Regions from separate parts of the Gossypium hirsutum genome. Here region 2 is linked to region 1. The links are chromatin contacts, called in public Hi-C maps. All regions are on one chromosome and are shown on one strand. Each heading gives the region's core, a stretch centred on a gene start, on an enhancer-like site or on the middle of the called end of the contact. The rest is flanking DNA. Distances are from core to core; before and after follow the strand shown. Region 1 has its middle 33 kb from the start of LOC107939071. Region 2 holds the start of LOC107939078 (ABC transporter B family member 15).

What was found. A called contact is a pair of places that touch in the nucleus more often than the background predicts.
Region 2: a contact with region 1 is called in a Hi-C map of leaf, with 2.3 times the contacts expected there. The contact joins the promoter of LOC107939078 here to the enhancer-like site in region 1. A contact is called at or near these places in 3 of 34 Hi-C or Micro-C datasets (leaf and petal).

What each region holds. Positions count from the first base shown.
Region 1 is chrD04:9,086,233-9,090,539 of Gossypium_hirsutum_v2.1, reverse strand. No RefSeq gene overlaps it. Among protein-coding and RNA genes, the nearest start is that of LOC107939071, 33 kb to the left of the region's middle. Within about 2 kb of position 1,414, at least 4 of the 9 cell types and tissues checked have an H3K27ac peak or open chromatin away from gene starts, as enhancers often do. A contact at or near this core is called in leaf, where this site is marked.
Region 2 is chrD04:9,139,509-9,143,666 of Gossypium_hirsutum_v2.1, reverse strand. It overlaps LOC107939078 (ABC transporter B family member 15), which reads right to left and starts at 1,943. Exons shown (of 7, transcript XM_016872362.2): 1 at 1,125-1,943. The coding sequence starts at 1,349.

The DNA of each region.
Region 1 (4,307 bases), core at 165-2,664:
AAAATTTATTAGTAGTAGATCTGGAGAGTTTAAGAAGATGAGAGGATCTGAGAATAATTGTGTAAAGTATTGGTATTTAAAATTTTCTTGTTGATTGAATGGAGTGAGCTTATATAAATAAAAAGCTTGATATAAGTTCTCTTGGAAAGATGTCCTACTGGTAGAGTTGGTGGTAAGATTATGAAGAGCTTTAGTAGAATGTCACATGTCTACAGGGTTATGGAAAATTTTATTACATGTGTGCTAGAATGTGACAATAGAATTTTCAAATAATTTTTTATGTGATTTATTGATGATCTATGCGATCGGCAGGTAAGAAATAAAAGTAAATCTTTAACTAGACAAAATTTTTTTGATCAAAGTGATTGATTTGACGAGATAATAACTATGCATAAAAATATTTTTTTGGCCTTAGTTATTTACATATCGAATATGTTAGTATGCCTTAAAAGCAATCGGGTTAGACAAAATTAAGAACATTTTCTTTTGTCTTTAATATCAAATAAACAAATAGTTGTTAGGTGCTAACCGAAACATCAAAGATTGATAATGTAGCCCTTTCGGAAAACGTAGCATCACAATTATTGAATGAAAATAATCAGTAGATTGCTTAGCTTTGCTCTCTTTTTTCTAGCACGTGTGATGCTCGTCTTGTAAATTCGATCGCCATTGAATTAGTAATTATTAGCAATTTTAGCGAGGAATCCCATCAGGCAGATGCATACTAAAGCAGAAAGCAATCGCCACTTTGATGAAATTCACCTCAATGTGCTTTTGAAAGTGGATGTAACTATCAGGGGCCGAGAATGGAGGGCAAGTTGCCATGGAGGAAAAAGCAAACACTTTTCCCTCCTTGGAGCTTGAATTGATGGATGAAATCATGAAATTTGTTTAAGGAGTGTTTAAGGGTATTCGAGAAGTCATTGGGTGCGTCATTTTTTTTAATCGTGATAAGGTCAGATTGTCTACTTATAGGCAGAAAAGTGAAAAAGTTAAAAGTCCTATTTATAAGTTGTAGCTTCTTTTTGTTATTTTAACAAACAGTTGGTGGGTGGTGGAAGTGATTATGGTGGGTGAATAAAGAGAGTGGTTGTAATTGATATCTTGAAAGCTCTACAATTTCATTTATTTATGAAACATTAATGTAAAAAGAAACTCTGGGTCTTTCTCCAAATCGGAAACGATTGTGGCAAAAGCTAAGATAGAGGTGTTGTTTTGGATTTGGCAAATGGCGATATAAAAGCTATGGTGGAGCTTCTAGATGTGGTTTTCTCAATGGCAAAGTCTAGTCTTGTCCCTTTCTTTGGATTACAACAAAGGGACCCCCCCACCCCACCCCCCCCCCCCAACACCACAAGCACTTTAACCGAATTACATTGAACCAAACATCATCCACTCTTCAAACACAGATGGGAGGAAGATCATATCATATCAGATCAGATCAGCAATGTTTTACTTGGAGTGCTAAAAACAGGTCCACAACAGTCATCTGCTGCCATTTCTCTTTGCTTCCTATTTAATATGACACTGATTTTCAAGATTCATTAATGTTCAACACTTTGCCATTTGTTGTCTTGCATCATCATCAAAAAAGGGGTGGGCTTACTTCATGTTAGTGGCCTAATTGAGTCAAGTTTATCTCAAACAAAATGAAATTTGAGCGAATTTTATTTTTAAAATTTGAATTCCATATAACAATTGAACTGCAGAAATTTGTATGATTAAGTTTGCTCAATTTTGTTTACTCAAAAACATTAATTCTCATGTTAGATTTTAAACTCTAGGATTTTTCAATATTAATTAAAAGTTTTAAAAAATATATATAAATTAAAGTCGTAATCTTTTCATGTTGAGTATTAAAATATTTAAATTCAGCTCGCTTGATAGTTTAAATTATTTAAGTTCGACTCAAAAATAATCTAACTGAATTTAAATTATTTTTAAAGAGTGAATTTGAATAACTTACTAACACTAATATTTTATATATTCCACATATTACTATAACTATTATTAAGAGAAGTTTTCACCAAATTTAAAACTCAAAATTCAAGATAAAAACTAAATTATTTGAGCCAACTTGATTACCTAATAAAAAGTAAGCTCCATTATCAAGCTTGTTAAGTTTGAATTGAGACTTTTCAATATTAATAAAAAAAGTGTTAGACTCCTAAATCTCTTCATTAAAATATTTGTATTCAATTTATTCCATAGTTGGAATTGATTGAGTTAGATTTAATAATAATTAAATAACTTGTAAGTAAAGATATCTGATTCATACTTAACTCATATAATCATTGTTAAAAATGAATTTCAACATTAACAACTTTTCCCTCATTTTCAAATTAAATTTTAATATTTAATTACACGAATTATTTTATTGGTTTAAATATGTCAAAGATTCATATGCTCTTTTGAAATTTGAAATTTAGTCTCTATACTTTATATTTGAGATGTTGAGTTTCTATACTTTTTTATTTAAAAATCTTGGCCCCTCCGTCTAATTTTGCCATTTAAGTTAATGATGCCAAAAGTAAAATAACATTTTTAGCCATCAACATTTATAGTTTTTTTCAATTTGATCCATGCCCTTAAAAAGTATAATAAAAAAAATAAGTTTTAAGGATTTTTTTCATATTTTAAATAAAAGCATAAAAAAATTTAAAAATATAATTAAAAATTCTTTAAAATTCAAAAATAAAAATATAAAAAAATAAAAAAAATTCTATGTTATTTAAACCAGACTAGACCGACTGGATTGAGAACCAGCTGGGGTATCAGTCCAGTGAGAAGTAAAAATCAGTTGACCCGTGAGTTGAGACAAACTAGTTGAACCAAGCTAAAAAAACTAATTGAATTAGCAAGTAAGTCGATTTTGAATTGGTCTGACCAATTGATTCCTAGAACGACTAGTCTGATTGATTCAAAGAAAACTTATTAAAAATAAAAAATAAAAAATATTAAGAATTATAAAATCGGTTCGACTATCAGTTCAACTAGTTTTTTTAGCTTGATTCAACTAGTTTGTATCAGTTCACTAGTCATCTAGTTTTTACCTCTCACTGAACCAATACTGTTAAAAAATATGAAACTGACAATTTGGTGCTAGAGGAATGTTCACTCCCTGGCCACCAAAACTATGAGAAGATAATTTACATATTTGAAGAGTTGGCAATTTATTGAACGATGCATATGGGTTATGCTGAGTATATGGATAATATCTAGCTTATTGAAGATTGTATTGGATCAGATTACCCAAGTTAATCCCTTAGATCATGGACATGGGATTGGATTGAAACTCTATTTATTGAGTTTCCAAGAGTCCATATTTACTTTGATTGTTATTATTATATTGTATTTTACTTATCTTATTTGTTAGCAAGTCTTGAAATAATTTATATATTTGAGAGACTTGTACAGGTGAATGTATCGAGAGAATTAAGCATTTAATTTGCTAATGTGAGGAACCATATTGCATGGGTGGATTTTGATAGTAAAACATTTGTGTTTTGGTTTTATTTGTTGAATTCACAAATGATGATTTAGTGGTGAGAGTATTAAAGTATTCAAGGTACAAATGTGAGAGAAATTGTCACAGGGTGTAATAGATTAGAATCGCTTATTGTAATTGTTAAAGAGTGTAGATATTTCTTACTAAATTAGGCTCTACAGACATGGGAAAACCGAACTGCGTAAATCATTTCCTTATTTTGTGTGTTTACCATTTTTAACATTTGGTGGTGAAGAAGTGTCCACTCCTTTGTCACTCCTTCATTGGTATGGTTTGTTTCTTAGCAAGTGTCCAAGCTAACAAATACCCTAACTGATTATTGGTCTAACCAATTCGGCCTGATTCGATTTAAATAATATTATTTTTTATATTTTTAAATTATTAAAAAACCATTTTCTTTATTTTTTATTTTTTCATAATTTTTTACTCTTTTAAAAAATATTTTTTTGTTTAAAATATAAAAAAAATTATAATTAAAAAAAATTATTTTACCTCTTTAAAAATACATGGGAAAATTTAGACGAGGAACAAAAACCCATTTTATAATTCTAACTGAAAACACGACCTGATTGAAAAGGCATCCATCGACATAATTTTGTAATTTTAAATGGCTTGAGTAGGATTAGCATAATATAATTGTGATGACCATGTTTATGTGCTTGCCCTGTTTTGATGTATCACATGAAGAAGAAGAAGAAGAAGTAACAGCTGAAAATACCATTAAATGAAAGTATGAACTATCAATTCGAATTGGGGGATTCTTCAAACTTTTCACAGTTTCCACCATCACCACCTTCCT
Region 2 (4,158 bases), core at 694-3,193, 53 kb before region 1:
AATATTTTGTTTACGGAGGGCGGAATTAAAAACAATTGTACAACTATTATATATACACATTATCCATTATATCTAAATTTAAATCAAAACTAAGTTTTTATGTTATATTATTTGCCTAATTTGATGGCTCAAGTTTAATATATATATTTTAAAAATTTTAGATTTATTTTTTAATTTAAAAATCTCTTTTATTTTTTAATTAAAATTTTTTGACATCATCCCAACTATATTAATTAAAAAAAAATCTTTCACCATCTACATATGTTCTATAGCTCCTTTTAAATATGTTCTAGCTCATTTTATAGAAAGCACTAAGGACGAAGCTAGAAATTTATTGTTAGGAGGTCAAAATAAAGTTGTAATAGTTTGGGGGCCAAAGATAAAAAGAAATTGCTTTAAAAAGGCTTCAATTTAATATTTTATAAATGCAAGGAACTAAAATAGCATTATACCAATTATCTAGGGGCCAAGGCTGCTTCCCTGAAAAGCACCATATTTAAATATTATATAGTATTTCAATTACTAATATTACATAAAATCTTAGAATAATTTTTTTCGATTTTCAAATATTATAAATTATGCTTCTCGTTACTATCTAAAATTTTTTTTATAACTATTGAAGTCTCAACATTTAGGAAATTATAATAAAATTATTCAATATTATGATATAAAAACATGAAATGATATTAATTTAGAAGAAGTGAAATAAGGAATCTTCAATTTATATTAAGAATAAGCATAATTTAAGTTTATTATTTTTGAATAAAAAATATTACTAACAAAATAACAAAAGTAAATATATATTAATTTGATTAATAAAAATGTAAAAAAAGTAAAACTAAAAAAAGTAATAAGTGATATATATTAAAAGTGTTATGAAAATGAAATTTTATTAGAATTAAATTGAAAAGGGGTAAAATATAAATTATAATTGTGAGGGACGAAATCTAATTTTAGATGATATAAGAATAATTTAATGTTGCAGTTTTACCCTTGTTTATCTTAAATAGCCTAAACAATAAGAATCGTCTTAAAATTTTGAGGGGGGTTGGGGCCCATGCCTGGCTACGCCCTTCTTTTTACTGTTTTGCATGTATGTTTTGGAAAAAAAAACGAAGAAAGACCTTGTTGATGTTATGAATGAACATGTCTGCAGTGAAAGCTGAAGAACCACCAAGATTGTTCATCAACTTGCTAGTAACAAGCAATACAAGAGGTGTAGAAAAACCATCACCAACGGCTCCGATGAAGCCAAGAGTCATCAACCACATATCTACATCATCCGCATGCATGAAAATTGACCTTATGGATCCGTTTATCTTCTTCAGTTTCTCCTTCTCATTACCCATTTTTTTTTCTTTTGAGAAGAAAATAAAAACAGGACCCAAAGAATCTCTAAACCACTTAGGATAGTACCGGGTGTTTCGTGCTTTTGCTTTCCTCCAAAACTAGTTGTCTTTTAAGACAAGTGAGAAGAGAAACAAGTGACAGGGTGATGCTTTTGGCCAAGTATTAAGAAAGAAACATGAGCAATGTCTTGTATATATAGCTATTCTTCGTGTTGTGTGGCTTTGAGTTGGTAGTGAAGAGTAAACCACTGAAAGGAAAAATAATAAAAAAGGGGTATATTTATATGGTTACTAAAATAGTAAAAAAAGAAAGTAAATAGACCATGGATGTTGAAACAGCAAACCGTCCACCGATTTTTACATAATTGGACCAGATTAACTTGGATCGGACCAAAAAAGCCCACTTTTAAAAACTCTAAGCTAGCCCAGCCCAAGTTAGTTAAAGCAAATGAAACAAAAAAGCCCTACCCTCTGTTCGCCTCTCCCCCTGCTCGCCCTCGCCTAACAAAGGGAAACTAAACACTACACGGAATACGGAGAATTGACCAGGAAATGTGAAAAGGAAAACTATTAGTAGTATAAAACTTGAAAAGTGGGTGCTGCATTTATGGGGAGAAAATAATAATGTTAAAAACTCGGTGGAAGATAGCTGTCAACCATTTAACCACTATCCTATTTTTAAAAAGAATATCATTTAATCAATTTTAAATAGTAATATAATAATTTATTTGACTCTCTAATTTTATGAAACAAATTATTTTAATCATTCATTTAATTTTAATCTGTCAACTATTTTTTTTGTCAAAACATCCTTAAATGGATAAAAAAGTTAACATATACTAAACTATACTAACGTGAAATTCACGTAATAGTCTACATGCATGTAGAGGTGTCCATGTGTTGGGTCTGTCTCAAAAAAAGATTTCGACCCGCGTCCTAGGCTCGGGCCTGGTCTGACCCGAAATATGAGTCTGAAATTTTGTCCAGTCCCAGCTCGAGAAAAAATTCTTAAGCACGAGTCGGGTCCGGCCCGGCCCATTTTTTTAATATACACCAAAAATTTATTTTAAAAATAAAAAATAATAAAAAAGTATTTTAAAATTAATAAAATTAAAAAAATATATTTATTATATTCGGGCCGGTCCGGCCAAAAAAGTGGTGCACGAGGCCCAGCCCGTTTTCTAAACCGGTCTAGTTTTTTTTGCCCAAACCCATATTTCGGGCCTATATTTTTACCCGAACCCTCCCATATTTCAGGTGGGCCATCGGGCCAGGCCAGGCCGCCAGACCCATGGACACCTCTACATGCATGTCATGCAAGCAATTATTTAAAAAATTTTAAAAAATGCTAAAATCTATTTAAAATTTAAGAAAATAATAGAAAATTGTTAAAATTTTTTTGAGAATTCAAAAAATTGTTAAAAATGCAAAAAGAATAAAAATTATTTAAAATTTATAGAAAATTATAAAATTTATTTAAAAAATTAAAAATTATTTAAAAAACAAGGCGGAAAAATTCCAAAACATATGAGAATAAGATGTCTCTGATGACATTTTGCAACTTTTCGAATATATTTAATAATCATTTTGTAATCTTTTGAAATTGAGTGATCAAGATGTAAATGTACTGATTTTAATGATCTTAGGTGCAATTTATCAGATTTAATTTTAGATATTATTTTTATTAAATTTTTATAAATTGTATATTTAAATTATAATCAAAGTTTAAGAGAATTATTAATGGCGGATATCCAAATCCGCAGCGATCCGAATCCCATATGGTAGCATCGAAACCATAATCTAAAACCTCTTTCCTCGTAACACTTAGAGGACCAAATCGGTGGCAGGAAGTTGAATAGGGATGACATTTGTTGCAGTTGAGGCGTGGAGACCCTTGTGCCGGCATTGCAGAGAGTTGAAAGAGTTGCATGCCATTGTATTTAGGGATATTTCAAACGGTGGATTCTATTATTAGTCGAATCGAATTATTATTAATTGAATTATTTGAAATATAAAAGTTTTTAATTGTTAATCGAATCGAGACTTTTTGAAAATATATTAACCAAATTGAAATATTTCGATTAATTCGGTCGGTTAATTGAATTAACCGAAATTTGTATGTTTTTATCTTTTGATTAAAACAAATATAAAACATAAAAAAAATACATTGCTAAATGTTCATTTTCTTTGTTTAATAGTTTAAAAAACTTTAAATAGAGGTAAAAACAACAAATAAGACATTAGAAATAACTTTAAATAATATATTATTTATTTTGATTAATTTGGTTAATTACTCGGTTTCGAACCAAATTAATCGATAATTAAAATTTCAAAAAATTATTAATCGACTTCCAACCGGATTAAATTCGACCATCAATCGATTAACCGAATTAAATCGATTAATTCAAATTTACCGTATTGTGAACACCATTAATTGTATCTGTGGAGGAGAACAAGCGTTTAACGAGATTTCCACCCAACACCAAAAGCAATAACAATGGTAATCATAAGCTTTTGCTTGATCAAATTGATCTAACCAAAGCTTTGACCAACCAAGAGGACCAACAAAGTTTAGTTTAAAATTGAAGTATTTAATATTACTAATAAAAAGTGGTTTTGAAAAGTTAAAATGACTATTTTAAAAAAGATGTAAAATAGAAAAAAATATGCATTTAAATGATATTCAAAATTGTTAAGATTATAATATATAAAATGTATCAACTTAACTTATAAAAAAATATTGCAATTCATTATTAATATTTTTATATATAAAATATGAATTTAAAATACTTTTAAGCAAATAATATAA